Linked DNA regions of Neogale vison: all the other regions are linked to region 3. The links are chromatin contacts, called in public Hi-C maps. All regions are on one chromosome and are shown on one strand. Each heading gives the region's core, a stretch centred on a gene start, on an enhancer-like site or on the middle of the called end of the contact. The rest is flanking DNA. Distances are from core to core; before and after follow the strand shown.

Region 1 (2,837 bases), core at 329-2,828, 260 kb after region 3:
CACAGTGGAGTGGCAGCTACCAGGAGTTGTGCAGTGGGGGAAATGGGTACAAACTTCAATTGGAAGGTTTAACAAGTTCTAGGGATCTAATATACAGCATGGTGATTACAGATAATCATACTATATCTTGCACTTGAATGTTGACTAGATTCTCACTGTCCTCGCAAAAAAGTAGGTCCGTGACTTTCTCACTACAAAAAAGAAGTGGTGATTATGAGATGGGATGGAGGTGTTAGCTGATGCCACGGTGGTAATCATTTTGCAATATAAAAATGTATCAAATCAAGGTGTTGTACACTTTATTTTTTTTTAAGATTTTTAAAATTCATTTATTTGACAGAGACAGAGAGAGTACAAGCAGGACAAGCAACAGAGAGAGACAGAGAAGAAGACTCCCCAATGAGTGCAGAGCCTGATGCGAGGCTCCAATCCCAGGACCTTGGGATCATGACCTGAGCCAAAAGCAGACGCTTAACTAACTGAGCCACCCAGGCACCCAAAGTGTTGGACACTTTAAACTTACACAAGGTTATAATGTCAGTTATATCTCAATAAAGCTGAGGAAGATTTTTTTAATTGAAAAGATGATGACACTTCCATCTTTTTCAAATAAGCATTAAATGGTGGCTAGGAGTGCCTGGGTGTTTCACTCTGTTGAGCGTCTAACTCGGTTTCAGCTCAGGTCATGGTCTCAGGGTTCTGGGATTCAGCCCTGCGTTGGGCTCTCTGCTCGGAGCCTGCTCCCCCCTCTGCCTCTGTGGTCTCTCTCTCTCTCTCAAATAAATAATTAAAATCTTAAAAAAAAAAAAAGAATTCATGCGAAGATTTTGGCATAGCACCATAATTAGTAAATACAAAGCACATAATAAATGTTAAATATTAAACCATTACTGTGATTACTATTACTTGAATTCTCTGGCATAGATTAAGGACTATTTCCGTCTCCACTTGCAGCAGACACACTCCAAGAAAGCTGTATTTTACTGGTAAGACTGGAGAGAAAGGTCTTGCTATTTACTTATATTCGTATAGCCTTTAGCCTTAGCTCAGTAAGGACTTGAAAAGCCAGCTAATATGTCTTTGGTGTCCTGGCGAAGAAACTGAGGGGAAGTGATTTTACCAAAATCACATGGGAAATTTCAAGCAAAATTGGGATGAAAATAGAGCCCTTGACCCTTAGTCTGGGGACTTTCCTTTATATTCAATAGCACTTCAGTGAAAAAAATGTCCTGGGATCCAAGACAAGAATTGCAGGAAATGTTTGGGAAAAGCTAAGAAATCTCTGGAAGAGAGAGTGAGTCAGTAAAGCTGAAGGATTCTTAAATCAAGTCCCAACCTTAACCTCACCCACATGCCCAGGATGCAGTGCCAGATTCCCCCCACCCCCTTTCTCGGGAGCCTCACTCAACATGACAAGATCTCCTCAATACAGCAGTTTTATACCTTAAGTTCCAGTAATTATCCTCACTGAAAAGTTCTGAGTCTTAAGAAAAATGGAAGAGAAATGTTGAGGAGTTACCTTAATCCACGCTGTTGCAGATTTGAATGAAGGGGAATCTACTTTTGATTTCACTTTCTGTTCTGGTAGGAACCGGAACTTAGCATGCCTACTGATTACAACACTGGCTGGTTCGTTAGAGTATAGACGAACTATAGAAGGGCTTAGGACAAGAGCTTTAGCCCAAAAGGCACGAGACTTTCCCCTGCTTCAAGCCCTCCTCCGTCCTCTGTGAAAAGACCATATAATTGTTTTGATTCGGCCCCTCTCCAGTTTGTTACAAATTCCTTTTGATTCTTCACTTTCAATTTCTTTCTTTTCAAATTTTAAACAATGCCTCTAGTCATTAGAGTAGTCTAGGTCCTCATTACTTCTCACAATGACCTTCAATCAGGTCTCCCTGGCTCCTCAAGGTCAGGTCTGGCAGTTTACTGGTCTGGTGCCAGCCCCGGACTCATCCTTGACGCTACTGCTTGATCATGGCGTGCCAAGCTTCAGACCTTCCTGGCGTTTCATCCTGTTTACACAGAGAGGCAGGTCCCCATGTGGAGACCACGGAGGACCCCACAGACTCTCTCATGCTCTGTCTGGTGGTTTTGTTTAGATCCTAGTGCATTAAAGGGCAATGCCTTCACGCCAGTACTATTCTCAAGGGAAACATAACAAGCTTGACTCTTACTGTCCAACAGCCTGTCCTCATGTTCTGGTGTTCGTGCCTCGTCCTGCCACACATTAGAATTTGCAACCCGTGCTTTGGCTCAACATTCAAGTACTGCCATGATTCGATCTTAGCTAAATCTCATGCCTTAATTTTTTTTTCTCTTTTGGGTTTTTTTTTTTTTTTATGTCAACCTGGATAAATGATTTGATAAAGCAGAGGAGCGAATGTCCAAGAGGTGGCCTCCACCGAGGGCTAGAGGCACAGGGTTGAATGGGGACCCTAAGGGTGGCATTGTGTCTAGTTAGAGGGGCATAGTGGGGTGGGTGGGGAGGTTGACTGGAAACAGGTGTGTGTTGTGGGGAGGGGGCAAAGAAGAGAAGGCACCACTGGCTGACTCTTGGGTATGTAATTCTGCAGCAGGGGAGGGAAGGGGCAAAAGTTGTAGAGGAAGCAGGGGGTACTTTGGTGACATTCTCCGTCACAGGGCCCAGCTCAGTGTGTTCTCAGAACTCTGCCCCGCCCAGGAGAACAGGGTTCTGGGTCTGGGCTTCAGAAGACAAAGTTGAGGAAGTTCCAGGTGACTTCCCAGCTTATTACTTAGAACTGTTTCTCACCAAAATGGGGTCCTAATTTTTTTTTTTTTCCTGATAACTGAATAAGCTTTGGGATGTTTGTGGC
Region 2 (2,700 bases), core at 39-2,538, 320 kb after region 3:
AGCAACATAGACATTAGTCTTTAAAATGTCACTGGACATTTTGGCTATTTCATTCTTCTTTTCCATCTTTTTAATTACATGCATACTAAACACAAAATGAGGTTGGCTTTATTTATTATTTGTTGCTTTCAGTGAACAGGTGAATTGGAAAGTGATCACAGTTCCTGCTAAGGGGTTTGTTAGATTCTTAGGGAACACCTGCTATTGTTCAATATGCCGTGTTGGAGATCTTCCATTTGCCCCTCCCACAAAGCATGCATGAATTTACTGCATAAGAAGTTCTCATCTGAGCAAAGCAGATCACTCACTGACATCTGGAGGCCTTGGAGGCTATAGCGATGGGCTGACACACCTGCCACAATTGCAAATGAAGAAAAAATCACCTAATCCCAAAGCCCATTTCTTGCTGAACTGTAAAGAAAACAACTTGCCTTGCTCTCACCCTGTTTGGGGCTGGGGACGGAATGTTATTTTTATATTACAAAATATCCTTGACTGGAGAGAATATGCAGAACAAAATATACTTTGTTATTTTTCAAAACGAACATAAAATTGAGAAATAAAAGTTGAGAAATACTGTTCCAGTGACTTGAAACCCCAAACTCTCAAAGGGAAGGCTAGGAAAGAAAAGAGAGGAGAAAGTCTGAGTACAGTAAGAAAAAGATCCCGGAGGTGTTGGTCCACTCACCAACTTGTAGCATTTGATCAATATGAAGCCTGTGTTTTCTTGTCTTGTTATCTCATTTACCCTCAATTGTTTAAAAGATGGGCTTTTTTGGACATTTCAGTCCAGTTTCATGTTCTAAGGGGAGCGGAGAAATGGTTATCTGATTTGAAAAAGCAGAGGAAATGTTTTAATGTGGGGAGCATCAAATCTTGGAGGCCCGAGAGTCCCTAGGGGGTGGCGGGGAAGTTCCTGGGAGGCTATCCGTATCCCCTTCCTACCCGGAAGCACCTCCTAGCGTAACTCTCCTCTATTAAATGCCCAAGGATTCAGCATTTCCCAGAATGAGTTGCTGGGCGGCTCCGGTATCTTTCGGAGGCGGGCCACGAGCTCGCAGCCCATTTGCAGAGACGAGATGATGGACACCTCTTGAGTCCAACTGGCGCGGAGCGCGTGCAGACTCCTTGGAGGGGCGAGCTGGAGTCCAGCCTGGGTCACTTTCCGCAACACCCACCCCTTCTTAACGCTTTCTAAGCCCTCGCTGCGCCGAAGGGTAACCGTCGAAAGCTACAGCCACAAAGACACACTCAGAATGATCTGCGTTCGGGCAGGAGTGCTCCTCCCCACCGACCCCCCCGTACTGCAACGCGGCCGTTTCCCTTGCGCGCAGCACGCATTTGTGAATTACCGTCCGGGGTCCCGCGGCCTCCGCGCGCCCCCACGGCCAGCTTTCTCCTTCCCCAGCTCCCGCCTCCGCTGGGGGTTCTCCGGCGCCCGTTAGGAGCGCCCCGTCCGACGCGCACCTGGCGCGCTCGCGCCGCTGCCCGGGCTCCGCTTTCACTTTCTGTTCCGGGGTAGGGGAGGCCGGCGGCAGCGGCGCGAGGGCGAGCTGGTCGCGTCGCAGACCACCCCCCAGGTACAGCGCGCAGGTCCCCAGGGCACCCCTCGGGGAGCGGTCGCGGGGCTGGAGAAGGGCTCGGTCCCGGCAACCTCCGGGTGCCCGCCGGGGAGGCCCGAAGACTCGTGGCACGCGGCGGAGGAGAGCGAGGCGGGGGGACGCCGGGTGGGGGAGAGTCGTGGTACCCGGGGCCCGGGTCCGCGGGGAGGCGCTGTGTTGGGCGACCAGCCTAGCCTTGCTCGGGTCCTTCTCGGGCGGGAGAACGCGGGGGGGCTCAGGGCCAGTGCGCCTGATCCGCGCGTTCTCGCGGCCACGCTACTTCCCGACCCGCGGGAGCCTCCTTGCGGTGCGCGCCTCGCCGCTGGCCTCCTGCCAGCCTCCGGATCCCCCCCGCCTCGCGAGTGGCGCCAGATGGAGGGGGCGGGAGGACGGCGCGTTCGGCTGAGAAGGGTACTTTGGGGATAGCTGGCCGAGAAGCGAACGTGGCTTGGCATTAACTTCTGGTTGGGCGTGTTGAAGGATCAGAGTCCATGAATGTCCCCAAGATCAGTTCTTTCCTTGCTTCTTCTGTACTTAAACTCCCAGCAATTGTCTTCCCTTCACTCTGGCTCTAGCTGAGTTTTATTCAGATAAAGTTCTACTGTTGGAGCAAACTAAAGTTTCCTCTCTGGGTGCGTTATTTGCCAGGGGGGCCTGCAAGGTAATTTCATGGAAGGAGAAGAGCAGTCCCTTCCTTGCCGTTTTTCCGGAGGTTCTTTGTGTAGGTCGGGTTCAGTAAGAAAAGCTCAGTTTTCTGGCAGATGCCCAGAGTATCATCTGCTCTCAACTCAGGAGGAAAAACAAGAACAAAAACCTTTAAAAATTTGGCCAGTGCTTTGCTTTTCCCAAGGATTTGGAATGGTGCTGGTACCATAGCCCATTTTCAGGTGGGCCTAAATGAAAAAAATTCTAATTCGTTAAAAAAGAATATTCAGGTTAATTTAGCATTTTTTGTTTGTTTGCCAGCAGTGACGAACTATTACAATGCCTGTTAATTTCATCATTCAGAACATTTTGGGAGAAAGTCCCTTACCTGTTGGCGGTAGATTCCACATTGAGGAGTGTTCTAATAAAGGGAAGGCTGAGCTAATCCAGGATC
Region 3 (2,700 bases), core at 1-2,500:
TAATTCTTCTAGCCCCTTTTTGCCTGTTATGCTTTAATTTTTTAACTTGAAAGATATTTAATAAGTTTTTTGTGCCTAGCCTAGGTTGAGGCATATTAAAAAGAGACTCTTGCTTCAACCATTGCAGTATCTCTTTTTTAGGAAATAAATTGGATGATACAAAGTTATATACAATTTAAAAACAGGCAGTAGTGCTACAGATGAAGAAAAGGTTATTGGGAACAGAATATTCAAACTTTTTATTTATATTGTAAGTGACACTAGGAGCCTGAGTCTTAACAAGAAATCATTTGAATTTATATTGAGAAATTATTCTACATTTCCCAAGAATTGTATAAAGACTTTTTCATGTAAATGCTGCCATCAGGTCATCCCTATACCTGAAGTTAGAAAGACTCTTGGATACATTTTGACCAGTTGTGAATGCTTTCCAACACACTTTTCTACTGCAGCACCATTTCTACTTTTATCTTGAACACAGAGAAACAGTTTTTATCTTGGGTTTTTTGGTTTTCCTTTTTTGGTTTCAGTTTTCCTGATGGACACTAGGTGGCACTATGGAGATTTGTTAGTCAAAGAATTGCGTATTACTTTTTGCTCTAATCTGTATTTCTGTTAGTAATTTAATTTCTCCTATTTTGTAACCATTAGTTTGTGTTTATTTTATTGTTGGTTCATATAGGACTGTCAGTATTTGGAATTCAAGAAATTCATGCTCTTAATAAATTTTAAAAAATATTAACAATGTAAATCTTTGTTTTATTGAATATTTACTCCTTATCATAGTGGTCAGTTATCGGTAATACTAACTCATTAAATCTTTCCAGGAAATGGTGAAACAGAAGGTGAAACGTCAGTTGACGAAACAGCAAAAATCAGCTATCAGACGTCGATTGCAAAAAGGAGAAGCAAATATATTTACAAAACAACGAAGAGAAAACATGCAAAATATTAAGTCAAGCTTAGAAGCAGCCAACTTTTGGGGAGAGTAATATATTTAAGATCTTAAATATTTTTCAGAAAGTTATTAGGATCCCTTTTTAAGCCCCCTGTAGTCTTTTCTAGACCAAGACAGATATATAAATAAATAAACTCTCTTTCTCCTATTAATTTGATTCATTTAGTATGTGTCTTCCAAAGAATAATTATAGTAATTCTGCTAAAGCAATCTAATTCTTCCAAGTATTTTAGGTGACTGGTAAATCTGCCAAAATTTTTTTTTCAAAATAATCTTTATTAGGAATATCTGGGTATTTAAAAATATATATATATTTTTGTTGTTGTTGTTGTTGTTGTTTTTTGTTCTAACTACTTTGTGGGTTGTTTTGAGGACTACATAAGGTAATATACAGAAAGCACTTAGAACAATGCCTGGCACTTTATAAACATTCCTTAAAGTTTAATGAATTTGTATTAGAATGAAATTATTAGAATGAAATTGTAACGATGTTTATCTTTCTGCTGTTCTAACGATTTGGTTGCATTCCATCTAACCACTAGAAGAATTTACTGTAATCTATTTTTTTTAGTTTCCAGTATTAAGAATCAGCCACATAATGCATAATTTTATTTTTTGCTTTTTACATTGGTAATGCAGTCATGAGAACAAAAAGTTGCCATGGTCTCACCAGTTTCCACATTTGCCAGTTTTTATGCAGGCCTAAGCAGAAGAGTTAGGTGTGGGAGGAGGTAGACAGGATGAGGAATGAAAACTTAGCTGGGTGGGTCCTAAACATTAAAGAAATATTTGACAGTAGCAAATACTTAGCACAGGAGAGAAAGAAAATACATAAGACATGGTTCCTCCCTCAAAGACTTCATGATCCACTGAGATGTGAAGATGGGTGCTAAAGTGTGTGTACCTGATGATGAATTCAAATCTCCTCAACATTGCCCAGTGGGCCAAAAGGGACATCGCCTATGGTGAAAAATAGCCACTAGATGGCAGTGTCACTCCACAGTCACCTGGCCGATGATCCTAAAATTACTTGGATCTGTGATAAAAATAACAGATTTATTTCCAAGAATGATAAAGACAGCAGATACCCTTTCACCTTTGTAAAATTCATTCTGCTATTTGCAAGACCTATCATCTAATAAATTACCTTTAATAATGGAGATGCAAGAAAGTATCTCATTCAATTCCTCTAAAAATTAACTAATTTTGTAGTGTAAAAATACACTAATTTTGAAGTGTTTACCTAGCTTTGAATTTTAGGTGTGCCTTTAAAGCATTTACTAAATAAATCTATTTTAAAACATTTTAATAGAATAAAATGGTGTTGAAGACAGCTTAATAGAACCATAGAATATTTATCTTGTAATATATACTGTTGTTAGAATGTCTAAGGTAAACTGGGAATAAAGCTATATGACTTCACCCTCAGTTTTACTGAGTTGATGTAGTCTACTTTTGGGTACCTACTACATAAAAAACATGCTGCTACTTAAGGAACATTGAAGGCAAGTAAACATAGCTCTTAATAGCCTGAGATTTCCTGTGGTTTTCAGAACAAATTAGTCAAATGCACAAATCTAAACAAATGACCCAGTGTGTAATCACGACAATTTCTAAAAGATGTTTTTGAGTAGCCATCAATTAGAAGTCAGTTTGCCTTATCGGCATGTAACCCTCATGTTTTAAAACACCCGTACTGAATAATGAGCAAAAATAAAATAGAAGTGCACTGCTAATACAGT

Evidence for each region. Hi-C and Micro-C count contacts between places; a contact is called where the count stands out from the background.
Region 1: a Hi-C map of muscle shows a contact between it and region 3, with 7 times the contacts expected there. The contact joins the promoter of ERAP2 here to the promoter of LIX1 in region 3. A contact is called at or near these places in 2 of 3 Hi-C or Micro-C datasets (fibroblasts and muscle).
Region 2: a contact with region 3 is called in a Hi-C map of fibroblasts, with 5 times the contacts expected there. The contact joins the promoter of ERAP1 here to the promoter of LIX1 in region 3. A contact is called at or near these places in 2 of 3 Hi-C or Micro-C datasets (fibroblasts and muscle).

What each region holds. Positions count from the first base shown.
Region 1 is chr1:196,484,109-196,486,945 of ASM_NN_V1, forward strand. ERAP2 (endoplasmic reticulum aminopeptidase 2) reads right to left here and starts at 1,579. Exons shown (of 19, transcript XM_044265073.1): 1 at 1,520-1,579. All of the region lies in intron 1 of LOC122917330 (a long non-coding RNA gene), which reads left to right.
Region 2 is chr1:196,548,979-196,551,678 of ASM_NN_V1, forward strand. ERAP1 (endoplasmic reticulum aminopeptidase 1) reads left to right here and starts at 1,289. Exons shown (of 19, transcript XM_044265105.1): 1 at 1,289-1,580. LOC122900965 (a long non-coding RNA gene) reads right to left here and starts at 720. Exons shown (of 3, transcript XR_006383340.1): 1 at 689-720.
Region 3 is chr1:196,225,315-196,228,014 of ASM_NN_V1, forward strand. It overlaps LIX1 (protein limb expression 1 homolog), which reads left to right and starts at 1,251. Exons shown (of 8, transcript XM_044265035.1): 1 at 1,251-2,700. RIOK2 (serine/threonine-protein kinase RIO2) reads left to right here. Exons shown (of 10, transcript XM_044265023.1): 10 at 828-1,106. The coding sequence ends at 992.